Regions from separate parts of the Mus musculus genome. Here regions 2, 3, 4, 5, 6 and 7 are each linked to region 1. The links are chromatin contacts, called in public Hi-C, HiChIP or PLAC-seq and promoter capture Hi-C maps. All regions are on one chromosome and are shown on one strand. Each heading gives the region's core, a stretch centred on a gene start, on an enhancer-like site or on the middle of the called end of the contact. The rest is flanking DNA. Distances are from core to core; before and after follow the strand shown. Region 1 holds the start of Cnr1 (cannabinoid receptor 1 (brain)). Region 2 overlaps Rngtt (RNA guanylyltransferase and 5'-phosphatase). Region 3 overlaps Rngtt (RNA guanylyltransferase and 5'-phosphatase). Region 4 has its middle 15 kb from the start of Gm46882. Region 5 overlaps Rngtt (RNA guanylyltransferase and 5'-phosphatase). Region 6 overlaps Rngtt (RNA guanylyltransferase and 5'-phosphatase). Region 7 has its middle 30 kb from the start of Gm33286.

What was found. Promoter capture Hi-C pulls out the DNA fragments that hold promoters and counts their contacts. Hi-C and Micro-C count contacts between places; a contact is called where the count stands out from the background. HiChIP or PLAC-seq counts read pairs in DNA pulled down with a chosen protein or histone mark.
Region 2: a Hi-C map of muscle stem cells shows a contact between it and region 1, with 1.7 times the contacts expected there. The contact joins the enhancer-like site here to the promoter of Cnr1 in region 1. A contact is called at or near these places in 10 of 39 promoter capture datasets (the 3T3-L1 cell line, the C10 cell line, cranial neural crest and 6 more), 13 of 484 Hi-C or Micro-C datasets (the N1E-115 cell line, brain, cerebellum and 6 more), 15 of 115 datasets of contacts at active chromatin or transcription factors (SST interneurons, VIP interneurons, bone marrow-derived macrophages and 11 more) and 3 of 9 other capture datasets (adipose tissue, embryonic stem cells and pancreatic islet).
Region 3: a promoter capture Hi-C map of hippocampal neurons shows a contact between it and region 1, with 5 times the contacts expected there. The contact joins the enhancer-like site here to the promoter of Cnr1 in region 1. A contact is called at or near these places in 6 of 39 promoter capture datasets (cranial neural crest, embryonic stem cells, hematopoietic stem and progenitor cells and 3 more), 10 of 115 datasets of contacts at active chromatin or transcription factors (VIP interneurons, craniofacial prominence, differentiating embryonic stem cells and 7 more) and 2 of 9 other capture datasets (embryonic stem cells and pancreatic islet).
Region 4: an H3K4me3 HiChIP or PLAC-seq map of bone marrow-derived macrophages shows a contact between it and region 1, with 5 times the contacts expected there. The contact joins the enhancer-like site here to the promoter of Cnr1 in region 1. A contact is called at or near these places in 3 of 39 promoter capture datasets (the 3T3-L1 cell line, embryonic stem cells and hippocampal neurons), 10 of 484 Hi-C or Micro-C datasets (the N1E-115 cell line, cerebellar granule neurons, cerebral cortex and 4 more) and 17 of 115 datasets of contacts at active chromatin or transcription factors (SST interneurons, VIP interneurons, astrocytes and 13 more).
Region 5: an H3K4me3 HiChIP or PLAC-seq map of stem cell-derived neural progenitor cells shows a contact between it and region 1, with 14 read pairs. The contact joins the enhancer-like site here to the promoter of Cnr1 in region 1. A contact is called at or near these places in 6 of 39 promoter capture datasets (the 3T3-L1 cell line, the C10 cell line, cranial neural crest and 3 more), 1 of 484 Hi-C or Micro-C datasets (cortical neurons), 7 of 115 datasets of contacts at active chromatin or transcription factors (embryonic basal ganglia, embryonic forebrain, embryonic limb bud and 4 more) and 1 of 9 other capture datasets (embryonic stem cells).
Region 6: an H3K4me3 HiChIP or PLAC-seq map of stem cell-derived neural progenitor cells shows a contact between it and region 1, with 21 read pairs. The contact joins the enhancer-like site here to the promoter of Cnr1 in region 1. A contact is called at or near these places in 6 of 39 promoter capture datasets (the 3T3-L1 cell line, cranial neural crest, hippocampal neurons and 2 more), 1 of 484 Hi-C or Micro-C datasets (stem cell-derived neural progenitor cells) and 10 of 115 datasets of contacts at active chromatin or transcription factors (SST interneurons, astrocytes, differentiating embryonic stem cells and 6 more).
Region 7: an H3K4me3 HiChIP or PLAC-seq map of embryonic forebrain shows a contact between it and region 1, with 6 times the contacts expected there. The contact joins the enhancer-like site here to the promoter of Cnr1 in region 1. A contact is called at or near these places in 2 of 39 promoter capture datasets (embryonic stem cells and hippocampal neurons) and 5 of 115 datasets of contacts at active chromatin or transcription factors (astrocytes, embryonic forebrain, embryonic hindbrain and 2 more).

The regions. Positions count from the first base shown.
Region 1 is chr4:33,923,198-33,926,296 of GRCm38.p6, reverse strand. Cnr1 (cannabinoid receptor 1 (brain)) reads right to left here and starts at 1,653. Exons shown (of 2, transcript NM_007726.5): 1 at 1,139-1,653.
Region 2 is chr4:33,412,575-33,415,673 of GRCm38.p6, reverse strand. The region is part of intron 13 of Rngtt (RNA guanylyltransferase and 5'-phosphatase); the gene reads right to left. Among named protein-coding and RNA genes, the nearest start is that of Mir8118, 24 kb to the left of the region's middle. Within about 2 kb of position 1,668, at least 11 of the 459 cell types and tissues checked have an H3K27ac peak or open chromatin away from gene starts, as enhancers often do. A contact at or near this core is called in muscle stem cells, where this site is marked.
Region 3 is chr4:33,440,435-33,443,533 of GRCm38.p6, reverse strand. All of the region lies in intron 13 of Rngtt (RNA guanylyltransferase and 5'-phosphatase), which reads right to left. Among named protein-coding and RNA genes, the nearest start is that of Mir8118, 3.9 kb to the right of the region's middle. Within about 2 kb of position 1,478, at least 9 of the 459 cell types and tissues checked have an H3K27ac peak or open chromatin away from gene starts, as enhancers often do. A contact at or near this core is called in hippocampal neurons, where this site is marked.
Region 4 is chr4:34,385,391-34,388,489 of GRCm38.p6, reverse strand. No RefSeq gene overlaps it. Among named protein-coding and RNA genes, the nearest start is that of Gm46882, 15 kb to the right of the region's middle. Within about 2 kb of position 1,664, at least 34 of the 459 cell types and tissues checked have an H3K27ac peak or open chromatin away from gene starts, as enhancers often do. A contact at or near this core is called in VIP interneurons, bone marrow-derived macrophages and neural progenitor cells, where this site is marked.
Region 5 is chr4:33,465,785-33,468,883 of GRCm38.p6, reverse strand. All of the region lies in intron 14 of Rngtt (RNA guanylyltransferase and 5'-phosphatase), which reads right to left. Among named protein-coding and RNA genes, the nearest start is that of Mir8118, 29 kb to the right of the region's middle. Within about 2 kb of position 1,648, at least 93 of the 459 cell types and tissues checked have an H3K27ac peak or open chromatin away from gene starts, as enhancers often do. A contact at or near this core is called in hematopoietic stem and progenitor cells and stem cell-derived neural progenitor cells, where this site is marked.
Region 6 is chr4:33,497,080-33,500,178 of GRCm38.p6, reverse strand. Rngtt (RNA guanylyltransferase and 5'-phosphatase) reads right to left here. Exons shown (of 16, transcript NM_011884.3): 15 at 1,105-1,228. Among named protein-coding and RNA genes, the nearest start is that of Gm52726, 11 kb to the left of the region's middle. Within about 2 kb of position 1,523, at least 22 of the 459 cell types and tissues checked have an H3K27ac peak or open chromatin away from gene starts, as enhancers often do. A contact at or near this core is called in SST interneurons, neural progenitor cells and stem cell-derived neural progenitor cells, where this site is marked.
Region 7 is chr4:34,336,251-34,339,349 of GRCm38.p6, reverse strand. No RefSeq gene overlaps it. Among named protein-coding and RNA genes, the nearest start is that of Gm33286, 30 kb to the right of the region's middle. Within about 2 kb of position 1,624, at least 35 of the 459 cell types and tissues checked have an H3K27ac peak or open chromatin away from gene starts, as enhancers often do. A contact at or near this core is called in embryonic forebrain, forebrain and hippocampal neurons, where this site is marked.

The DNA.
Region 1 (3,099 bases), core at 404-2,903:
GCTGGGATTAGAAGACCAGCACTTTAAATCAGTCAGTCCTATGGGAACCTTGGAGGTCGGCTACTCCTAGTTTCTCAATTTTCTGCCAAACAGACTGATGTCAGGAGTGACCCCACAGATAATCAGTACCCGCGGAGTCTCCTCTGAGCATGTGCATCTCCCCATTGTTCAAAGGAATTAAGTTGGCAATAAAAACGAGAAGTTATGGGACCCAGAGAGGTATCTTTCAACATCCTTAAAACCAGTAAATCTGCTCTAATCTCTTATTAGATTAAATGTCCAAGGAGATTTAATATGCCAAGAAATAAACAAAGGCAGGAAGAGCTAGTAGCTCCTATTTGGAAGAAAAATTTAAAAGATAGGAAATAGGTTTTTTCATAGATAGGTTATTAAATTTTTTTCTCACCTCTTTGAAACCTTTGAGAGATAAACCATGTACTACAATTAAAAACACGCATGTTGCTTTAAACTTTGAAATGACCAAACAACAGTTTCTCACATCTATCATAGCAAACATTTGCATTCAGGAAATGCTCCATTTGTGACTTGTAAGCCTTAACCAAGAAACATCCTTTTAAAATAAAGCATCAACTTCATTCGTCTGGTGCCAGCTCTTAGTTTCATGTTCCTATAACAGTCAATCACAGGTATCAATACTATATATATTAGTTTTTCCTTAAACAGAGATGGCTGCTGTAGCTATCGCTCTGTATCAGAAGTTCCTTATTTAACATAGATTTCTTTACATGACATTTAGTATTTAATTGAGTCGTTTTCTACATGTGGTGCAGAGACTCTGGAAGACTTAGTTTCTGATAAGGCTAAAAGACGTCAAGCATCAACTCAAGTGCCTGTTTTCCAAACATGCACAATTACACATTTTCTACAAACAGACATCAGTGTATGCAGAGCTAGGTGCATATCCAGTAAATTGTAAATGGTAGAAGCCTCCAGAAGTAGCTTAGACCACAGGTAACAAGCTGGGACTATACAGCTAAGTAAACACCATATTAGCACGATTTGCTCTCCTGGAACACGGAGCAAGAACTCCGCGTAGGACACCAGGGGACCACTGGCCAGTACCGAGGGGGCGGGAGGCGGAAAAGCTATTCCCAAACGCCACTGTGCCAGGTCTTACCCTTCGCATCCCCCGGTCCACGGGCCAGAAGCTCCCTCGGCACCTGTCGCCCAGCCAAGGGGCTGGCTCTCTGCTACAAGGAAATTTGCCCCCAGACTCTATGAGAGCTCTGCAGACAGCCCAGGCTCCCGCCTGAGCCAGGGGGAGGCTCTGGCGCCAGGGGAGCCAGAAGGAGGCGGAGGCGGAAAAGAAGTGGAGAAGGTAGAGGCAGCGAGCGAGCAGGGGAGGCGGCGCGGGGCGCGGTGGGGCGGGGTGGAGCGGGGCGTGCCCGCGGCGATCGGTCAGTAAGTCAGTCGGTCTGCGCGCCCGCGTCCCCGGCCTCTAGCACCCGTGCGCCACGGCCCCTGGGACTGGCTCCCCTGGGCTCGGACAGGCCCGCTTCGTTCTCCGGCTCTCCCCGGCGTCCCACTGACCGCGCTGGCCGGCCTGGGGCCGCCCGCTTGGGCCACCCCGAGCGCCCGTCGCCGCGCCCTGCTTGAGGTCCCTGCCTCTCCCTCAGCTCGCGCGCTGTCTCTGGCTCGCTCTCGCTCCAGTCCCATTTATGAAGCGTGGTCCCATCACGTGTTAATGAGCCTTTGTCCTGCCCTGGCAGCGGCGGCAGCAGAGACTCCGCCAAGGGATCTGCGCGGGGAGGGACCGGCGCGCGGCGCCCGCGGCTCCAAACTTTGCTGCGCGGTACCCGCCGCGGCGCTGGCCCGGGGGCTAGGAGGGACGGCCCTGGCGCTCGGCGCCCACTGTGTCATCCTCACTCTTTGCCACCAACGACCCCGCGGCCTCACCCTGCTCTGCTCCCTGGCGCCCTCCCACCCTGGCGTGGCCAAAGGGGACGCGTGCCTCACTGCCCGCGACCTCGGGGCCGTTAATCACCAGCGCTGCTCATTGCCAGGACCTCACTGGAGGTCACGCGCCGGGCGGTCGGGATCCGGAAACAGGGCGGCAGGAAGGCCGGCCAAGTGAGGTCTCCGCCCGACCCTCCCCTCTGCGCCGCCTCCAGTCCTCAGCTACCTGGCCGCGGCCACCAGCCCTCCGCCCTCGGGGCGGACGGCGTCGCCTGGGCGCCTCCCGCGCTGGCCCGCGCGACCACCCGGGCGCGCCCAGCCTCCAGCCGTGGCCGCACGAGCTCGGCTCTGTGGGCGCCCGGCGCCCCCTCCCCAGCCCTGGCGCTCCCCGCACCTCCTGCTCGCGGGGAGATGCATCCGCGGCGGGCGGGGGCTCTTGTTGGGCGGGAGCCTGGGGACCGGCGGTGCGCCCGGCCGCCGCCGCAGGAATTAGGGGACATGCTCGTTAATTGGTTCCACTCCGCCGTCTGCCTCTTGTGTGCACGGATCAAACCTTAATTGGTCTTTACATTTATCACGGCGAATTGCAACCCTATACACGAGCGTCAGCCCGCAGCTTCAGCCGAGGGGGCCATTCTCCGCCCGGGCCCCGGGGACCAGGCGGTTGTGGCTACAGCTGAATTGCGTTTTAGACCTCGTTCTCCCTGGAGAGTTGGGTCCAGTCGAGTCGTAAGGTTTCCACCTGACAGAGCCACATCAAGTCAGGTCCAGGGGCCCAGCTGTAGGCACAACGTTAGGTTCCTAGGCCCTCAAGGTAGCAGCTTGGCATTCGTTTTAAGCCTTGCTCAGAGTCGAGGACGTCTAGCCCAAACAGCTTCCTACAAGGCCTCTTTTTACCAATTCTCCCTGACGTCCTACCCCCCACCCAGAGCCAAACGCTCAGTGTATCTGGCCCCTATTTTGAATCTGGTGACAAGGATCCCAGAGGGTGAGCCTAAAGGAAGAAGCAACATAGAGGGTAGAGGAAGCTGCAGAATTCGGGGAGGAGAGACTGCTCTGAGAAGGAAAGCCTGAAAGCTTCCTACCTACAGGTCGAGCTGAAGAAAGGCTTCCAGCAGAGCGCTAGCTGTCGGAATATCTCTGAGACTGTTTTCCACTAGAGAGAGTAGTTTCCATTTCCAT
Region 2 (3,099 bases), core at 419-2,918, 510 kb after region 1:
AATGAATGCATGCTTAAATGTCCATGCAATTTATTTATTTATATATAACATAAAAATGAGGATACTAGTGAAAAAAGAGAAATTTTATATCTGAGGAATTTGCAGTGTTACATAAGTAAAAACACATGTAACGTTTATATAACTTCTCATTTTTTAAGCAAATTAATGAAAAAAATGTACTTTTTAGAAATGTGTAGTCTAGACTTCTTTTGATGAGTGAAACATGATTCTGGGATCTGAAATAGATTCTGTGTATCAATACGAGTATAAAGTATCTTTCAACAATAAATACAGATAATCTCCCCCTCTAGTTTCTAGAAATTAGAAACAAGCTTCTAATTAAGAGAACACAGGCACCAATTTCATAACACACGATGGTTAGATCTGTCTTGTTCTTGACAGACAACGCTGTTGTGGTGAAAAGGTACCTAATAACCAAAGTACCTAAGTCACTACTGCAGTGAGACACATTCCTTATGAGAAATTTTTTAAGCAAAGGTCATAGACAGTAGGGAGCAATATAATAAAAATTAAAGTACTGGGAACGACTTGTTCCACTGCTGTACACAGCTTTGCAGATTTGAAATCCTAAGTGTCTGCACTACCTCATTTTTTTTTAGACCTGGGAGTGTAACTTGCTAAGACAGTTTTCTGAGGTACACAAAGAAGGAAGCCCGCCTAGCTACTCCCTCCCCCAAATACTCTCCCCCGAGACTCCGAGCTTGAGATGAGTTCCATTTCCTAGAGATAAAAGGCCTGCATTAACAATGATGTGCCCTTTTTTACAATAAATTTCCATATTTATATTTTGAAGCTGTCATATGCTAGAGGATATTAAATATCCTCTCATTATAATTAACTCTTAAAGCCAAAATAAATTACTTGATTCAACAGACATTGAAAGTTAAAGGAATATAATTATATCACTAATTATTTTGAAATTATTTTGATTATTAAAGCTATTTAATCTATTCTTGGTTTTATGTTAGGAATGTACACTGGCTAAAAAGCTCTAATCTCTTCTTTTATCCTTAAGATAGAAACAAGAATTTGAACTTGGAGTATATAATAACTAAAATAATACACTGGGACAGATCTTAATAATAAACTAAAGCAAACTTTTAATTTTTAAATTCCATATTCAATCATATAAACATAAACCACTGGATTACAGCGTAGTTTCACTTTGCTATGGTTATTCTAACAACTCTTTATGTAGTAAGCTATTGTAATGCCATAAAAAATATTTTACCCCTTTAAAAATGTCTATACCAAAAATTAGAGAAATACATTTTAGGAATTAACATGCGCTCTCCACCCTCAGGACCAATATACAAAATATACTGGCTTGAATAATCTAAAGATTCTGATGTTCCAAAAGGATCACCAGGATTCTAAAGCCTAAAGACTGGGGACAGAAAGGAGTTAAAAGTTAACTTCTAGGAGGTAAGAAGAGTAAAAGCTGAATGAAAGCAGCACCAAGACTAAGAGATCTAGAAATCGTTTGCACAGAACAACTGAGAGCCTTTCCTCACCTGGGTTTCTTGTCAGAAGAGCAACGTTCTGTGTAAAGATGTTCTAATAGGGCCATGTAGCTCCTGGGCCAGGCGGGGCTCTCCGGGCCTTACTTTCAGCTCACTTGCCTGCTCCTACCCTTGGGAGTGCTTTCACTGACTCCAGATAGATCACTCAGTTCTCCCAAGTTCATGGCTCTCTTCCACCTAGCAGCTGTTTGGAAGGACATAGCAGCTTTCATTAATCTTAACTGAAAGCCACACCACCAGAAGAGAAACTCTTCCTTTTCTTCCACCTTTCTGCTTGCCTGCCCTGCTGTTTTTTCTATCAAAATTTAGAAAATGGTCCCCAAGCTTCCTTAAGAGCAAGGGCACGTTTTAGGAGTCAGTTATTTCCTTCCACCAACTGGAGTGGGGTTAGGGTATCAAAGACAGAACTCAGGTCCAAATACACTTGGCAGCAAACACTTTTCTACACTGAGTCATGTTAGTGCCCCTGTTTTTACACTCTGTTAATGAGACTAAGTACACACAAAAGGGAACCCTAACTTCCCCCAGTGACATTCAGATTTTTATCAAAAGGCAAATTAGTGACATAGATTGTAAGATACTTTTATTTCCCTGAAATACTAAGATCATTATACCTTGGTATGAATTAAGTTTTGTTAGCATCATTCTTGATTCTTAGAATAATTTTGAAATGGACTCAGAAGGAAAGAAGAACAATTGTAATGGAACTTGGGAGACAAACAGCAGGGCCTGTACACTGTAGATCTCAGCAGCTGCTAGGAGGAGAAAGAAGGAAACAGAGAGATGCTTTCTGAGGTAGAGCTCGAGGACCCAGGGAGATTCAGCAGTAGAAGTCTTCCCGTCTGCAGAGTGAGAATGAGCAGAGTCAGGGCAAGCATGCTTAGTATTTGAGCCTCCATATAAATGAAGAACAAAAGAAAGAAAAAGGCTATATTGTCCGAGTCTGGGCTCAAAAAGCAGCCAGACTTGCAGTGAGGATCTGTACCCAACAGCACTGGGAAAGGGCTACTGTATGTACCTCATCGTGTGTAGAGTTTTTTTCATCTTTTTAACATGTCTTCAAGTATATCATCATGACTCGAAGTTAGAGCTTTTGTTGAGAATTTTCCTTGTTCAGGTAATTGACAGGCTCATTTGCTTAACCATTAAGTGAAAGGAACAAGGTTTATCTTTCTGATTTTGATTCTGTGTTATAAAAAGGAAGAAATCTACACATACAAAATTACATTAACCTACCTTTGACTTAGGAGGTACACAGAAGAAATGCAAGACACAATGACTTAGATATTTGTGAGCCTCTCTGCTATAGAGAAATCAAGAAAGGAGGAAAAAATATCACCATAAATCTCAAAGACTGATCACTTGACCAAAGGAATAAAACTAAGCTTTGATACAACCGGCTATGGTTCCCCTTCCAATACAACCTGCTGGCTAAAGATCCGATGGAAAATGTTAGGACGCTAATCCTACTGTCTTCTCTCCATTCTTGCAGTGTGGACCACCACCACTTAGAGGAGTCCACTCTATACTGGAGCACCAATCAAAAGGCAAGAAG
Region 3 (3,099 bases), core at 229-2,728, 480 kb after region 1:
ATGCATAATAATAAAAAGTGGGAAAACTGGAGTGATAACTTCATCAGTAAAGTGTTTGCTGCACAAACATGAAGACCTGAGTTGGATTCCCCACGATCCATGTGAAAAAGCCAGATGTGGTGGCAACAGCTTGTAATCCAAGCACCAGGAGGCAGAGACAGGATTACCTGCCAACCAGCCTACTCTAACTGTCAAGTTTGGGGCCAAGAAAGAGACCACCCAAAAAGCAAGGTAGACAGAATCTAAGAATCAGTACCCGAGGTTGATCTCCCTAGACACACAGACACAGAGACACAGAGACAGACAGACAGACAGACACACACACACACAGAGAGAGAGAGAGAGAGAGAGAGAGAGAGAGATTTCTCTAATAGATACTATGAAACACAAGCATGTGTGTGTGTGTGTGTGTGTGTGTGTGTGTGTGTGTACACAGTGAGATAGTAACACCAAAGGAATACTTACTTCTATTGCCAAGAAAGAGGGGGTGGGGTAAAATGTTGAAATGGGGAGCTGGGATGTACCTCAGTCAGGTAAGGTATGCCTAGCATGCATGAAGCTGGTACAACATAAAACTGGGCATGTTTTCACAGGTTTGTAATCCTTGCATTCATGAGATGAAAGCAGGAAGATCAAAGGTTTACGGTCAACTTCCAATACACAGAGAGTTCAAGGCTAGCTTGGGCTACCTGCTTCTACATCTCAAAAAACTTAACACTCAACAATAATTCTGATAAAATTACTAGTGTCTCTGGAAATGAGGTGATGAATAATATACTCAAAAATTTATGAAGATTTAATTGAAGAACTAGTGAATGCATGCCCACAACCATATATTATGAATGATAATGAGCTTAATTCCATCCTAAAATTTTACCAAATACATTACATAAATGCTAACAAAAGGGTGGCTTTGACCCATGGCATAATAAAATGTCTGTCACTGGACAGCAGTGGGGTGAGGGGCCCTACTTATAGAGAACTCATTAACGTCTGAGTACATAGGAGCTGCACCTTGAGTAAAGTGTGACAGTCAATCTATACATGGTTGCACTCCCTAAATCAGCCTTTCTTTTCTTCCTATTCAGATCTCTACAACATCCAACATCCATTCAGCCATTTTGTTTTGGTTTTGTTTTCACTTAAAATAAGCAATGACATATGTATGGATATTTTATCTGCATATATGTGTGGTGCACCACATGCGTGCCTGGTACCTAAAGAGGCCAAGAGAGGCCTCAGATCCCTCAGAACTTGAGTCCTGAGCTTGAGATGCCAGAGATGGGTGTGCTAGCAGAGACTCCTAGTAATGAGGTCAGAGAGACTGACCCAGGCATCTTCTGTGCAGGGACAGGGACAGGGACACCAACCCAGCCACAAAACCTTCAACGGGTCTGCAGAGTGTTCTGGGACTGGAGCCTAGTATAAACTGTCATCCGAGAAAGCAGCCAGACTCCATCAGCAACTACTAGGAACAGATGTAGAGTCAGTACCAGAGCCAAGCATTAGGCAGAGCTCCTGGATTCCTGTCGAGGAGGCGAAGGAAGGATCTGAAGAACCAGAAAGGTTAGGAGCACTCCAAGAACACGGCCTGCAGAATCAACTGACAGACTCACGGGGGCTCACAGAGATCATGGGGCCTGCAGGTCTGATACATGGTATGGCTGAATAACTATGCGTTCTTGTGGGATCCCTGACAGTGGGATCATGGCCCTAACAGTGGGAACAGGGGCTGTCTCTGACTCCTCTGCCTGCTGGTGGGAATCTGTTCCTCCTACTGGGTAGTCTCATCCAGCCTTGATATGATGGTATATGCCCAGTCGTATTATGGCTTGTTATGCCATATGTGATGTCCCTGAGAGGCCTGCTCTTTTCTGAGGGAAGGCAGAGTGGAGGAAATAGACATAGGGAAGAGAGGGGAAGACTGGGGGCAGGGAAGACTGCAGTCGAGATGTAATATATGAAAAAAAAATTTTTTAAAAACCACAAGATCTTTTTAAGTTCCCACATAGGTGTTGAAAATCAAGCCCAAGCCTTCTAGAAAAGCAGCCAGTGTTATTTACTCTGAACTATCTCTCAGCCCCTTGTTTTCCTTTCTTAAGACAGACTTACTTGCAGCCAAGAGGGCTTCTAATTCATGGTGTCCTACCTAGGCCTCCCAAGTGCTGGAGATATGGTTCTATGTCAATCAGTGGTTTCTCATTCTTAATTGCAACAAAACTCCAGGTGGGTTTTGTTCATGGTGCTAGGACTTGACCTCAGGCCTCATACATAAAGACAAGTCCTCTATATGCAGCTATATCTACAGTCCACACCAACACACTGAGGATGAAGAAATACTGCCTTTAGAACTTTGGTATGATTAAAAAGTAATTAGTAGAGTAAGCTATAGGACATAAATACTAGCCACAATATTTTTCACTCTTCTATATTTTTCCTAAAAGACATGTAAAGATATGGACATAACTTCAGTTTTCGTATTACTGTTTGGGGGAAAAGCCTGTATTATCTTTATGTACAGACAATTCTAAGAGTCTACATGATGTTAAAAGCTTCCTTATGACAGGTAAGAGACCTCAAATGAGCTGCAGGATAATATTGTATGAATTGGAGAACAAAACACTCAAAGATATATATAGTAAACAAGTACAAATTCAAGGAAGCCAATGGAACCTTTTCAGTATACCATATAGCATAATCACAGAAATGAGAATATTCAAGATTTATTTTAACAATCTCCTGGCTGCAGGGATCTCACTTCATACACCAGGCTACCTTTACCTCCAAGTGCTAGGCTTAAAGGTGCATTAGCATGAGACCTGGCCTAACACTCTGTATTATTCAAGACACAGCTTCAAAAACTCTACTTCAAGAGTTTTAGAATTCACATTTGTTAATAACTTTTCTGAAACTAGAATGTTTTTGACACTTGTGTAATCTTTAGTTGTCATCAGAGGGAGATGTAGGATGTTTGTGTGATTCTTCTCCACTGGCATGGACTACCTAGTGAGATTAAGAAAGCAAATGTCTTAAAACATGAAACAGGGCAGAGTTCCAGTGTTCTTTAAACAGTGTCTGCTCCTATAGCCTATATGGCCA
Region 4 (3,099 bases), core at 415-2,914, 460 kb before region 1:
GGGATTAAAGGCGTGCGCCACCACGCCCGGCTGGTGAGGCCTTTCTTGATATGATTAGAAATTATTAGAAATATATTTGAACAAACCGTTGATAGTGTCATGGTTACAGATATTATTATGTGAAAGGCACTGGGATAGAAGAGCTAAGGAGCTGGACACAACTTTGACCCTTATTTGCCTTACCATCCAGGATGTCCTCCTACATCAAGAAGTTGTCCAGTATGCTGAAAAAGGGAATTCATTTTATTGGCCCATATCTAGGCTTGGAAACACAAAGAGGAAAAATAAATTCAGCCCAGTGAAATTAGATTTACTTTCAAGTGTGTAATTTTTTTTTCTTGAAGAACATAATTCTTAGAATTAAAAAAAATCCAGAAGGTTGAAGCAGAGGTATTTTGTAGTGTGCATGTGTATGTGTGTGTGAGTGTGTGTGTGCGCGTGCGTGCGAGTGTGTTGTTGTTTTATGAGTCAGTGGTTGATGACTGAAGTTTGGAATGTGATAGGACTCACAGGTTCTTGACAGTATGGTAATAGGGCTACTGCCCTAGTATGATGGACTCTTAACAGACGGTTGAATAAGTATCAGGATGCTAAGAGCCATCTATGAAAATGCCTCCATTTCAAGGAGTAAAGAAGCCCAAAGAATTTCTCGTTGGAGCTGGGGAAGAATTAGGTAATCCAATCAAGCTTAATTCTTTAAATTCATTTTGATTTCTCTCTCTTCTTGAAAAGAAGGTGTCTTATTCTTGACTAACTCTCAGTAAGTCTTTTACCTCTGTTTCTCAAGTGCCGCATTTACACTTGTGAGCCGTAACTAGGTATAACTTGGACTTTAAACAGCAAGAAACAAAATTGGCGTGAGTCATCTTTTCCATAATTAACTCATCAATCCTGTTACCTCGTCAAAGTCAATGTCCTTCTTTTTATTGTTTCTCGGCTATTGTCTTCTGCTTAGGGCTGTCTGTTGCGTGATAACTCAGCAAATAAAAGCAGGGGGAGAAGAAACTGAAATGAGTAGGGGAAAAGAAAGGGCGTTAGTTTCTGGAACCTTAAGAAAAGCTTTGGGCCCTTCCTGAGTGTTCCCTGACCCTGGTGCATCAAGTCTCTGCCAGATGAGGTGCATCTGTGGGAAGAGTCTCAGTGAGGGGTAACGGGGAGGAGGACAGCACTTAGGATATAAATAACCAAATAAATGGATACATTCACAAAAAGAAAAGAAAAGCTTTGAGGACATGGTGCTACCAGTCCTCCCGTGTTTGGAGACTAGAACAAGTACTGCCATCAAGTTTGTTTCAGTGAGGTGAAGTCTCCAGTGTTGCTTCGGCCATAGTGAGTGCTGCATAAATATTATTGGTGGATTAAGCAATAAGTCAAGACTGCCCAGGTCTATGATATGAATAAAAAGGAAACGTTCTGTGAAATTCTGTGATATAGGGCAAGTTTAACTTTAGAGACCTCCAGGACTTGTCTCACTTCTGGTTTCTGATCCCTGAATTATCTTTCCCATGTTGGGTATCAGAAAGATTTGCAATGAAGTAGCCATGGTGCCTTGGTAAGTTTTTCTAATCTTAATGGTATTCGTGGGTTGCAGGAATGTTCTGCCTGCTCCCTGTGAGGGATAATTTCTACCACCCTGCTTGATGGAGAGGCACAGAAAGAAACCTCTTTGGTATTCTATGGTGTTTGCGAAGAGATTTGCCCTGTAGCTTGGGCTGTGCAGTGACTACTAAAGAGAGGAAGTAGGATTTTCTGTGATAAGTGCACCTTGGTCTCTAGTCCTGAAGACAACCCCATTAATGACTTTCCTGTTATTTTAGAGCTCTGACTATCTTCCAAGTATATTACCAGGCTCTCATTCTCATGATTTAATTGTCACATTGTGCACTTTGTAACAATAAAAAAGGGAACTATGTGCAGTGCATGAATAGGAAGTGGTTTCCTTAGCAACGGTTGCAATGTGAATACTATCTCAAATGACATGGGTTTCCCCCTCTATTCATTACACCTAAATGTAGTCCCTAGCCTATTCTTAATCTTCTCTTCTCCTTAGCATTTAGAATCATGTACTCATTGAGAATCTATTATAGTTTGGAGGGTAAATCGGGATTTTATGCACACATATAACACACGGTGTCTGTACTGTTGTTCAGGTGTTGTATTTGAGTACATCTATCTGGCTTGGAAACATTCAGAAAATCAGGTGACTTGTGCAAGTTGCCCTCTTTCCCAAACCTGGACATTTTTACCCTTGTGGCGGGTTCTTCTTGATGTCATTTTGAAATGCAAACACTCCAGTGACTGTCCCAACCTGGGATCCACCTCATGGGTGGGCACCAAAGCCTGACATTACTGATGCTATGTTGTGCTTGCATGGCTGTCCTCTGAGAGGTTCTACCAGCAGCTGATTGAGACAGATGCAGATGCATATAGCCAACTATTAGACTGAGGTCGGGGACCCCCATGGAAGAGTTAGGGGAAGGATTGAAGGAGCTAAAGGAACCCCCATAGGAAGACCAACAGTTTCAATTAATCTGTACCCCTGGGAGATCCCAGATTCTAAGCTACCAACACAGGTTGGTCCGAGGCCCCTGCACATATATAGCAGAGGACTGCCTTGTCTGATTGGAGACAATTTACCTACTTCTCTAGAAAGACTTAAGGCCCCAGGGAAGGGGGATGCCCAGGAGGTAGGGTTGGGAAGAAGGAGAGCATCCCCTTAGAGACAATAGGGAGGGGGGACCAGGAGGTGGGCAATGTTCGAATGTAAATAAATAAAATAATTTGAAAAATGCAAACTCTCAAAACTAGGAAGAATACAAGATGTAAATGTTGAGGGAAATCAGATTTTATTGGAAGTGGTAAAGACTGAGAGTGGATGCTGTTGTCATCTTATAATGTAATGGCTAAACCCCGAATCAGCCCCCCCCCCTTTTTTCCTTTTTCAGGCAAAGCACCTGTAATGTAGAGTAACCACTAGAATCTTCTACTATATGTCTTTTAAAATGATCAAAATTTTTTGACGTGTCCTGGAGCTGGAGTTACACGTTGTGAGGTGCCTGAACTTGGGGCTGGGAACCAAACTAGGGTTTTCTGGACGAG
Region 5 (3,099 bases), core at 399-2,898, 460 kb after region 1:
GAGCTTCAGTTGAGGAAATGCCTCCATGAGATCCAGCTATAAGGCATTTTCTCAGTTAGTGATCAAGTGGGGAGGGCCCATTGTGGGTGATACCATCTCTGGGCTGGTAGGCTTGGGTTCTATAAGAGAGCAGGCTAAGCAAGCCAGGGGAAGCAAGCCAGTAAAGAGCATCCCTCCATGGCCTCTGCATCAGCTTCTGCTTCCTGACCTGCTTGAGTTCCAGTCCTGACTTCCTTTGGTGATGAACAGCAGTATGGAAGTGTAAGCTGAATAAACCCTTTCCTCCCTACTTGCTTCTTGGTCATGTTTGTGCAGGAATACAAACCCTGACTAGGACAGTATGTGAAGGGGATTCTGGCTGTGTCATGTAACACAGGCACACATGGTGTTTTGTTGAGGACTTGATGTTTGGAGAGAGTACACATAGAACTCAACAGACAGTGAAGGCTCGCTTGCACTGAGCTAGCTGTGCAACCATTAGTAGGTCCCATGCCTTTGCTGCTCTTCACTTTATTGAGAGAGGCACAGCAGAGAACTTCTCCTGGCTTTTAGGCTAGATCGTGACACTGCTGCTGATTCATGCCTGGTATCCTGACGACAGAGATTGGAATTGCCCCAATGAACTACTTCTAAACAGATCCACATCCCCTTGTCCTATTTACCATCTTTTCTCCCCTTCCTTTGGACAGGGGGTTAGAAGAAGGATTGAAGACATTGAGAACCCTTATTAAAAGTAGTTTTTAAAAATTTAAGCCTACAGGTATCAGTTGTGAGCTTTAACTATTGAATTTTACTTAGGATTTCCGTTATTTCGGAGAAAGGTAACTTCTAAAAATGCCTGGGGCTGGATCCAATAGTCTGGGACAGTTCATCAGTAACAGTGCAGTCCCATACAAGAGTACTTCCATTTCTTGTAGCTCCATCACTCTAGACATCTCCACTTAGTAACATCTGATGATACCATGTGCACTCCACTCCATTCATCCTTTTGCTAAGCCATCATCACTATGGGAACAGTAGTGCTTACAGCCTTTTGTATTGTCCTATCACCCTGTGCTATGCAACCAACCCACTCATTCTGAAACTTAAAGAACATCTGTTCCTTCTCTCTGCAACTCTTCTGTACTTCACTTTGCAGCTAAAACCAATAGTGAGTCATCAAACTAACTCCAAGAAACACTGGTGGAAAAACATTAAAACGTTTTAATTTCAACTGTGTTCATACTCAACTTTCAGCTAAAAAATGTGAAACTCTTTCACTGTACCAACCATAATTGACGTACCTTGTTGAAAGAAAATTCTGCAAATGGGATTAACTTCTGTTTTATGAACTAATTAATACTCAAATACACAGGGTATTTATTTATACATCTAATTTCCTACCAGCTGATTTTCAAAAAACTGAAATGCAATTCTAAACTGTTAAAACCTATGATAGCTTTGACATTAAGAGACAATTAAGGGTGTTGGAAACAGGAAACTGCAAGGCCAGGTTATGTTTAGATGACAACACGGCACTAATGTGGATATCAGGGATGAGTCAGCTAGAACACAGCTGGGACTGGACATGGGGTCTATGAGTCAGCATAAAATAGCTGATACCTGATGTCCAGGGAACCCCAAAGTAAAGAGTGATGTAATGTTATATAACTATTCTTGGCAGAGTGCCACATTTGTGTGATTCCCTATAAATGTGGCTTGAGGTCAGAGGGCAGAGACCTTTTCTGCTTTTGCCAGCCTTCTTGTGTGTGTTTATCTGCAGGCCTGTGTGTGTGCCTATGTCTGCCTGTGTGCCTGCCAACCAGCCTATACATTGGTGAATACCGTGGGTCTTATCTGCTCTCTTCACCTCACATAATCTTCAACCTCCAAATGTTCAGTGACCTTCCTCCTTTGCTGGCACTGAAATGCAGATCTCATTCATACCTAACACATTGAGCAGGATACAACTGTAGTGCAAAAACAAAACAAAACAACCAACCGAAACCCCCAAAACAAAACAACAAAACCCAAGCAGTGAACTGGACTCCTCAGCATTGGGAGAAGAGCAGAGGGACTGCTGAGAAAGGAAACTGCTGTTTCGACTGAAAGCTTTCTTGACAAGCTTGACTGTGAGATGACTCTGATGACTCTGAGAGCTTCAAGCTGAACGAGAAACTGAGAGCTGAGTATGTGATTTAGAGCGCGACTTCACTCACACCTTTGATCAAGAGAAATAACACATGAAGTTCAGGAGCACTGGCTTTTCAGCGCTGACGGTGAGGGAGATGAAGTTAGCCTCTATTACCACCTACCCTTTAAGCAGTGCCTCCTTGTCCCAAGACCACTAAATGGAGAGTCACTAATGGGTGATGAATGGAGTAAAGCAACATGCACATGGTATGTGGATCATCAGATATTACTAAGTGGAGATGAGATGTCTAGAGTGATGGAGCTATACGAAATGGAAGTACTCTTGTATGGGACTGCACTGTTACTAATGAACTGTGTCAGACTAAATGGAAAATCATTAATCACCAACTAACCAGCTGGTATAGGTTGATGATGGTGAACTACCAGAGACTGAATAAAGGAAATTCCTACATGGACTTAATACAGATAGTCCAAGAGTAAAAATGCACAAGTCAGTTAATAAATCAGTCTCTCAAGAATGACAGACAGACAGACCCAGACACCCAGACACACACCCAGACACACACCCAGACACACACCCAGACCCAGACCCAGACCCAGACCCACACACACAGTGCCAGGCTCTCCCACAGGTCATTTGAGAAGCACTGTATGTCCTGTGTTAAAACAATAGACCTCAGTGCTCAGAGCTGCAGTGTGCTCCCCCATGGCCTATTACTTGGCAAGGCTACCATAGGCGGGGCTCGCAGCACTCTCCAAATGTAAACAAGTGTTTTGGACCTCAGCAAGTAGGGATCCATGGCTGAGAATATCCTAGGGGTGGGGCCAATATGTCCAGTTAGTAAGGGACCCGAGAACACCAGAGACCTCTTGTTGAGCTCATTATTCATTGGTTCCCCAACCCCAACTCCCAATATACAAAGGGTATTGCCCCTTGTTAATGCTGGAGCTGACTGTACTTTTAGT
Region 6 (3,099 bases), core at 274-2,773, 430 kb after region 1:
AGGGTGGTCTGCATGCAGCTCTGTGAAATCATGGCATTTCATGATGGGCAAGCAGGCCTCAGGTACTGTTTTGGTGGTCACTCATTGCTAGAGTATTAATTTTAAGCAAAGACGTTAAGGGGTTTTAACCTAGTACAGCATACTTCATGAAAATCTGTATTTAATTAAAACTTCTATGCAGGAAAGTATACTACAGTTTTTAAGTCATTCTGTCAGAAAGATGGCCATTCTGTGAAATACAACAATAATAGCCAATGCCACTATAGAATAGGAAGTTTTCATGGTAGCTTCCATCCATATTGTTATTTTAATCATTTAGGTGAAGAACATATAATAAAATAGCCTAATAAACAAAACATCTTTTCTTGAGTAATCAAAAAAAAAAAACCAATTTTCTCATTTTATGATATTTTATTTGTTTGTTTTGGGAAAGAGGGAGAAAAGAATGGAATGAACTCATCTTGTCTGAGCATAGATGTTACTTCCAAAAAAGGTCCCTGAATGTGAAACAGTATCTTTTAAAATGAAAGAGTGAACTGGCTGCCTCTCTCCTCTTCCTGCTTCTCAGGATCCTGATCGCCACCAGCAGTGGACACTGGACAAGTGAGCCGCCGCCCACTGCACTGATCTAGCCTTTTATAAACCGCCTCTACTGTCAGTACATCTGAAACATGGAGATGACTCCAAGGCATTCACACCACAGCCAAAGAGCATTCTGAAGGATAGCAGGGCAGTTCTTATGTTTTACAGTTTTCATTTACTTTCTCTCCATTGTTTGTAAAGTTATTTTAGGAGCTAGAAATTACATTTTTCCCTTGCTAATTCTGCTTCTTACCCATCTGGCAAACAATTGTTTTAATAGTTTTGAATAGAACAGAAATTATCATGGCTTTTTTTTTTTTTTAACAATTCATTAAGTTAATCTAGTATGCAACCATCACCCTTCCCTCTTTTGCCCTTTCGGGCACACAGGGCAGCTCTTTAGCAACTAACAAGGTCCAGGCCTGACTACCTAACCCATTATTCAGGACAGCATCAACAGGACATGTGGTCTTTGACGACATAATTTTCTGAACTTACTGTATTGGTCACTCTCATACTCACCCATGGCTGTGTTGTAGGCATTTGGGAAACTTTTGTCTATCCTCTGTCTCATGAAGACCCAGCTATTGTTCTCAAATTTGCATTCTATAATTTTGTTGTCATACTGTTTTAGTTCTTTTGTCACCTGTTTTAAAAGAGAATTGATGAAAATATTTTAAATCATTTGAAAGGCTTTTTGCTTCTACTATGTGACAGACACATTAGGAAATGCCAAAAACACCTCAGTAATTCTTCAAGCGGAGCTCTTTGTCATCTGAAGTGTCTAATCAAGCCTGAAGATATGGTGCACACTCCCAGTACACATGCTCATGTATCTGACACTTCAGAGTTGTGAAAATGGCTGTCAATATATAGCAATTAAAAGAAGCTAAGCAGAAAGCAGCCACTTCTGGGCCAAATGCAAATATGTTACCATGGGGACAATGCCTTCAATCCTGTCTGTGTTTCTGTGGCTTTCAGACAATGAGTTCACTGCTTAGGGTTCACCAACTTTCAGAAAGATCTCATCATGTAGATTCCTATGCCACCCCCACCCCCCATTATCTTTATTATAGGTAAAAAGCTACATAAAAATAAATACTAGGATCGAATCAGTCAGTTTTTAAATCCAAACTTACTCCTCGGGCTATTTTCCCCTTTCATTCTTGCAGAGAGTATAGATTTAGAAAGGAAACTATGCTGACTTTAGCTGGTGTGTTTCTTGGCTTCTTTACCTCAGATGATTGAATATGGATTACAACATACTCTATCAAAGCCACCAAGTATCCATGGTAACTATGGTACGTCTGAGAAGATATTCCATCAGGCTAGGAGGATGGTTTTCATAAAAGGAACCTAAAGCTTATCTCTGCACTTTTCCAATCAAATGCCAGTCATGGTAATATTTGAATTCTGTCTTCATCCTTCAGAACTAACAACACACACTCTCTTACAATATGGTAGATTGTAATCACTAAACTTCATTAGCATTATTTGAAATGCTCTCATTTTCTGCCCACATATTCACTACCACCTAGGAAGATGAAGAGATGCAAATTTTTAGAAGCTGCTTTCAATTTAGATTAGTCAGGGTGTGTCTTCATAAAAACTTTCCAATTGTCTTTCCTCTAGATGAATATTGCATTTGATTGGATGGATCATTTGCATTTTCAACAGGTCTAATAACTGGTCCAAAACCAAGGTCTACAGGCCCAGGCTCTGTAAACTTAACCCCTCTACAGATGCTCTCTGTACTGCCTGCTCTAGTTGATATATATATATATAAAATGTATATATATATATATATACACACACATATATACATATATATGTATACATATATATATTCAGAATATCCATATATATTTATATATATCAGCATGTCCCCAAATTCCTGATTTTTCAGTTTTAATTTTCCATGTACTATGAGATCATAGGTATATGCTATTAAATCTATCTTGAGGCGGGTTGGGGGGGACGCTATTTTGCTAGTTCCTGTGATCTACTTGTCTGTGTCAGTGATCAAGTGTGCTATTTAAAGCACTGGAGCTTTGCAATAGAGGCCAGGGGTGTGAGGCCTGCGACTTTGCTATTTGTCAGCTAAGTGAATTCCTTAAGAGTCCATGTGAATGCTAGCACAGCTTTTTCTACTTCTACAAAAGACACTGTTAGGGTTTTGTTCCGTTTATGCAGGATCTCAAGACTGCTGTTAAGTTCTATGGATATTCTGATAACATTCTCTCCTGAGCCATGACTACTCAAAAGCTTTCCATTTATTTCTATCTTCTTTTATTTCTTTTAACAAGAAACTCTGCTTATGATTTTAAGCAACTTTACAAGCAAACTCACTAAAGGAATCATGCTGACACCAAAAGGCACACTCTGAAAAACAGCTGTCAGCAAAAGCACATGTTCGGCATTTCAGAAGCTAGTTACTGGCTAGCAACCGGAAGTTAAGTGTCATAAAGCTCATCACTCTTGTGTTCTCAGTTTCAGACTTAAGCAGTATTATTATCT
Region 7 (3,099 bases), core at 375-2,874, 410 kb before region 1:
GTAACCAATACAGAGAACAAAAGTGTCAGAAATCTAGCATCAAAGATGGAATCAGACTTTAAAATTTTTAATTATAGAGACCCAATCCAAATCCTACCTGCCTCCCTGTCCCCAGTTACTATTTTTATTCATGTCATTTAACATTTATTATCTCATACTAAGATTTCACCTTTTCTAATGTTGACTTGTGGAAAAAATAATGACTTTAGAGTCATATAGACAAAGTATAGTTAAATTTCATGGAGCTTTGATGTGGAGTTTGCCCTATTGGGTTTTGGCTTTGCTTTGGTCCAGTATTTCCACTCTACATCAGTTCCTTTCCTTCGGAATTGCGATGTGTGTTCTGTGTCACTGCTGAATGTTGAAAGCACATAATTTGCCTTTTGATTTTACAGGGGATTACAGTTAACAGATTGCCTCGAGTCTTAAAAGTTGAGAGTACAACTGTACATGAAAAATAATTATAAATAGAAAGCCTTGCAAGAGGCTGTGCTTGTGGGGACCTGGAAGATTCGGCTCCCTAAGCTTTAGGTTAATAGTCTTCTTTTGTACATTCTTCTGTATGAAAAAGGCATCATTGGTGACGTTCACCTTTGTTGGTTTAGTGTTATGAGTTATTACACACTTGTGGATAAGTTCTTAGAAGCACTAATAGTTGAACAAAGGGCCCCTCTATGCTCCTTGTATTCAGACTCTCTTGTCCTCTGCTGTCTGATGACTTCATCCCTCGGCTTTAACACCCTGTACAACAGCTTTGCTTTGTGGATTTTCCTAAGGATAGCCCTCTATAGGTCTTGATCAGGCCGATGTTGATAACAGAAGGGTTATACTTTGTTTTGTGGTAAGAAGAGATTCTTAGCAATGAATCAGAATGCTAAGTGTATTTTTGATGAGGATTAAATCGGAAGACTTCCCTTAAAGTAAATCAGAAAAGAAGAAAATTCAAAGGAGAAAATATGATCTGTGGTGAAATGTGTAAAATTTGAATACTTTTTAGGCCCGGCTTATTGCCTGACTTTTAGCCTAGTGGTGAGGCATATTGCTTTTAACATATAGCTCCTTCGTAAGTGCCTGCTGATATAAATTTATGGGCTAACTGCCAGAATCAGAAGTTACTATGGTTAATGCCAAGCAATGTTTCTTAAAAATAAACCTTTGAAAGGGAGTACTTTGAAGCGAGAAAACAAGCAGGCTTTTGCCGAGGAACCAGTTGAAACACTGAACGACTCTGTTTGACTTCATTGCGTCCACACGAACGCTTCCGTGATAGTGCGTAGGTCTTGGCCACCCGCAGCGGGTGTGCTTCAAAACCGCTGTGTGCATAGTTGCTGCTACTGCTCCTTACAGTTTTGACTTAGTCTAAGACTGAAAATGCTTCTACAAGCTAGGAGAGGAAGACGCAGAACAGATTGGCTGATGGCAATCTGTTGTCAAATGTCACCGTGTTCTCATCTTAACCTCTGGCAGAAAGTAACTGTGGGGCAGTTTGTTCATTGCAGAACAAAGGAGGGTTTCCAGATAAGAATCCAGTCCATCTTACAACACTTCTCACAGAATAAAGAAAGCAGCTAAGAATGCATAGACCTCAGCTCCCGAGCCATCTTCTCCGTCTGTGATGATTGTGATGACCAAGGGAGGAATCTCTCCTGCCTGTCACCTGATGTCTAGCCACTGTGGTCTTGTCAACAGCCAGGCAGTTTGCTTATTTTCCAGGATAACAAGGAGAAGCCTGTGAGAGTTGGTGAAGAAAACACAAGCTTAGCAGCAGCTGGCAGTCGGCCAGCATGCAGTCGTGTTCTCCGGAGAATTGAAGCCATTTTTATCCTCCTCCATAGGCCTGGGGGATTGGAAACAGTGGCGTCGTTCCTGGAAGAGCAGAGTAGGTTTACAGCATCATCTTCTGTCTTCTGTGACAGTGCCACGTAGCATTGTTTAAAGTGGCTAACAGTCGTTGCCTTCACCTTTATGTGACAGATTTATCTGCATCGACCAGACTTTCAACTGTGAATTATTTCTCACTGTGTCTAAAATGATAAGACTAGTTATTTTTTTTGTGTTCGACCTTTGCAGGGAGTTAGGTGGCCATCCCTTTGCTCCTTTGGTTTCACTGTCTCTAATTCCCAGGCATTTACAGTCATCCAAATTGGATTTGATAAGCATAATTCAGATTCCCCACATTTATTCCCTAATACGCTTCTTCTGCAATCAAGTCCCACTTGGCTATACGAGGCCCCTCTTGTTCATCCTCTCTGTCATTCAAATGGATAGAGATGCATAGTGATGCATAGAGATGCAGTAGTGACGGGGAAGGGGTGAGGCTGCAGCCTGATGCTCAGAAGCCCCATTCAGAACAATAGGCAGAGAAAGGCAGTAGTAGTTTTATAAAGAAGGAAAAGAAAAAAGAAAAAGGAACCCTCTAAATCTAAAATAAAGGAAGGTGTTTTTAAAAAAAGCATACAAACAAATTTCATGGCTGTCCAAGGATGGGGGGTGGGGGTGGGGGGCTACAGAGTCAGGTGACACTTTTTAAAGAACATGTGGCTTTTTTTTTTTTTCCCAGACAGAATAATGATCAGGGACACTTTAGGAATTGCATTGTTGTGGATCAAACTCAGGGCCCTGAGTATGCTACTCAAACCTTCTACCCCAGTCATGTCCTTAGCATACGTGTTATATCCAGTGCTGGGCAACCTGCAGACCTCACCGGGAGCATTTGGACTGTAGGCCCTGTGAGGACTGTCCCCATTCAAACCTACAGAGGGGTCCTTGCTGCTACCTCCTATAGACGTGAGGCCAGTTCACGTACAGCAGACATGGAACCCTTTGGAGCTTCAACATTGTGTGAGCAGGGTCCTCATCTAGATTTGCCATCTTAAGTGGGCCCTGTAGCTCTGTGAGGTCTCCTCACAGGAGCTTACAGCCTCATGGAGTGGCAGAAACTTTAGGGTGAAAGCCCGTTTAGTTGTGTGTCCCTGATCTGATCACATTTTAGACACACACACAAATTTATTTTATACTTGTTTTTTTGAAGCATTTGAGGGTTAAAGAACACCATTTAAGTAAAGAATTTACTTGTCTCAGTGAGGGGTTTGCTTGGAA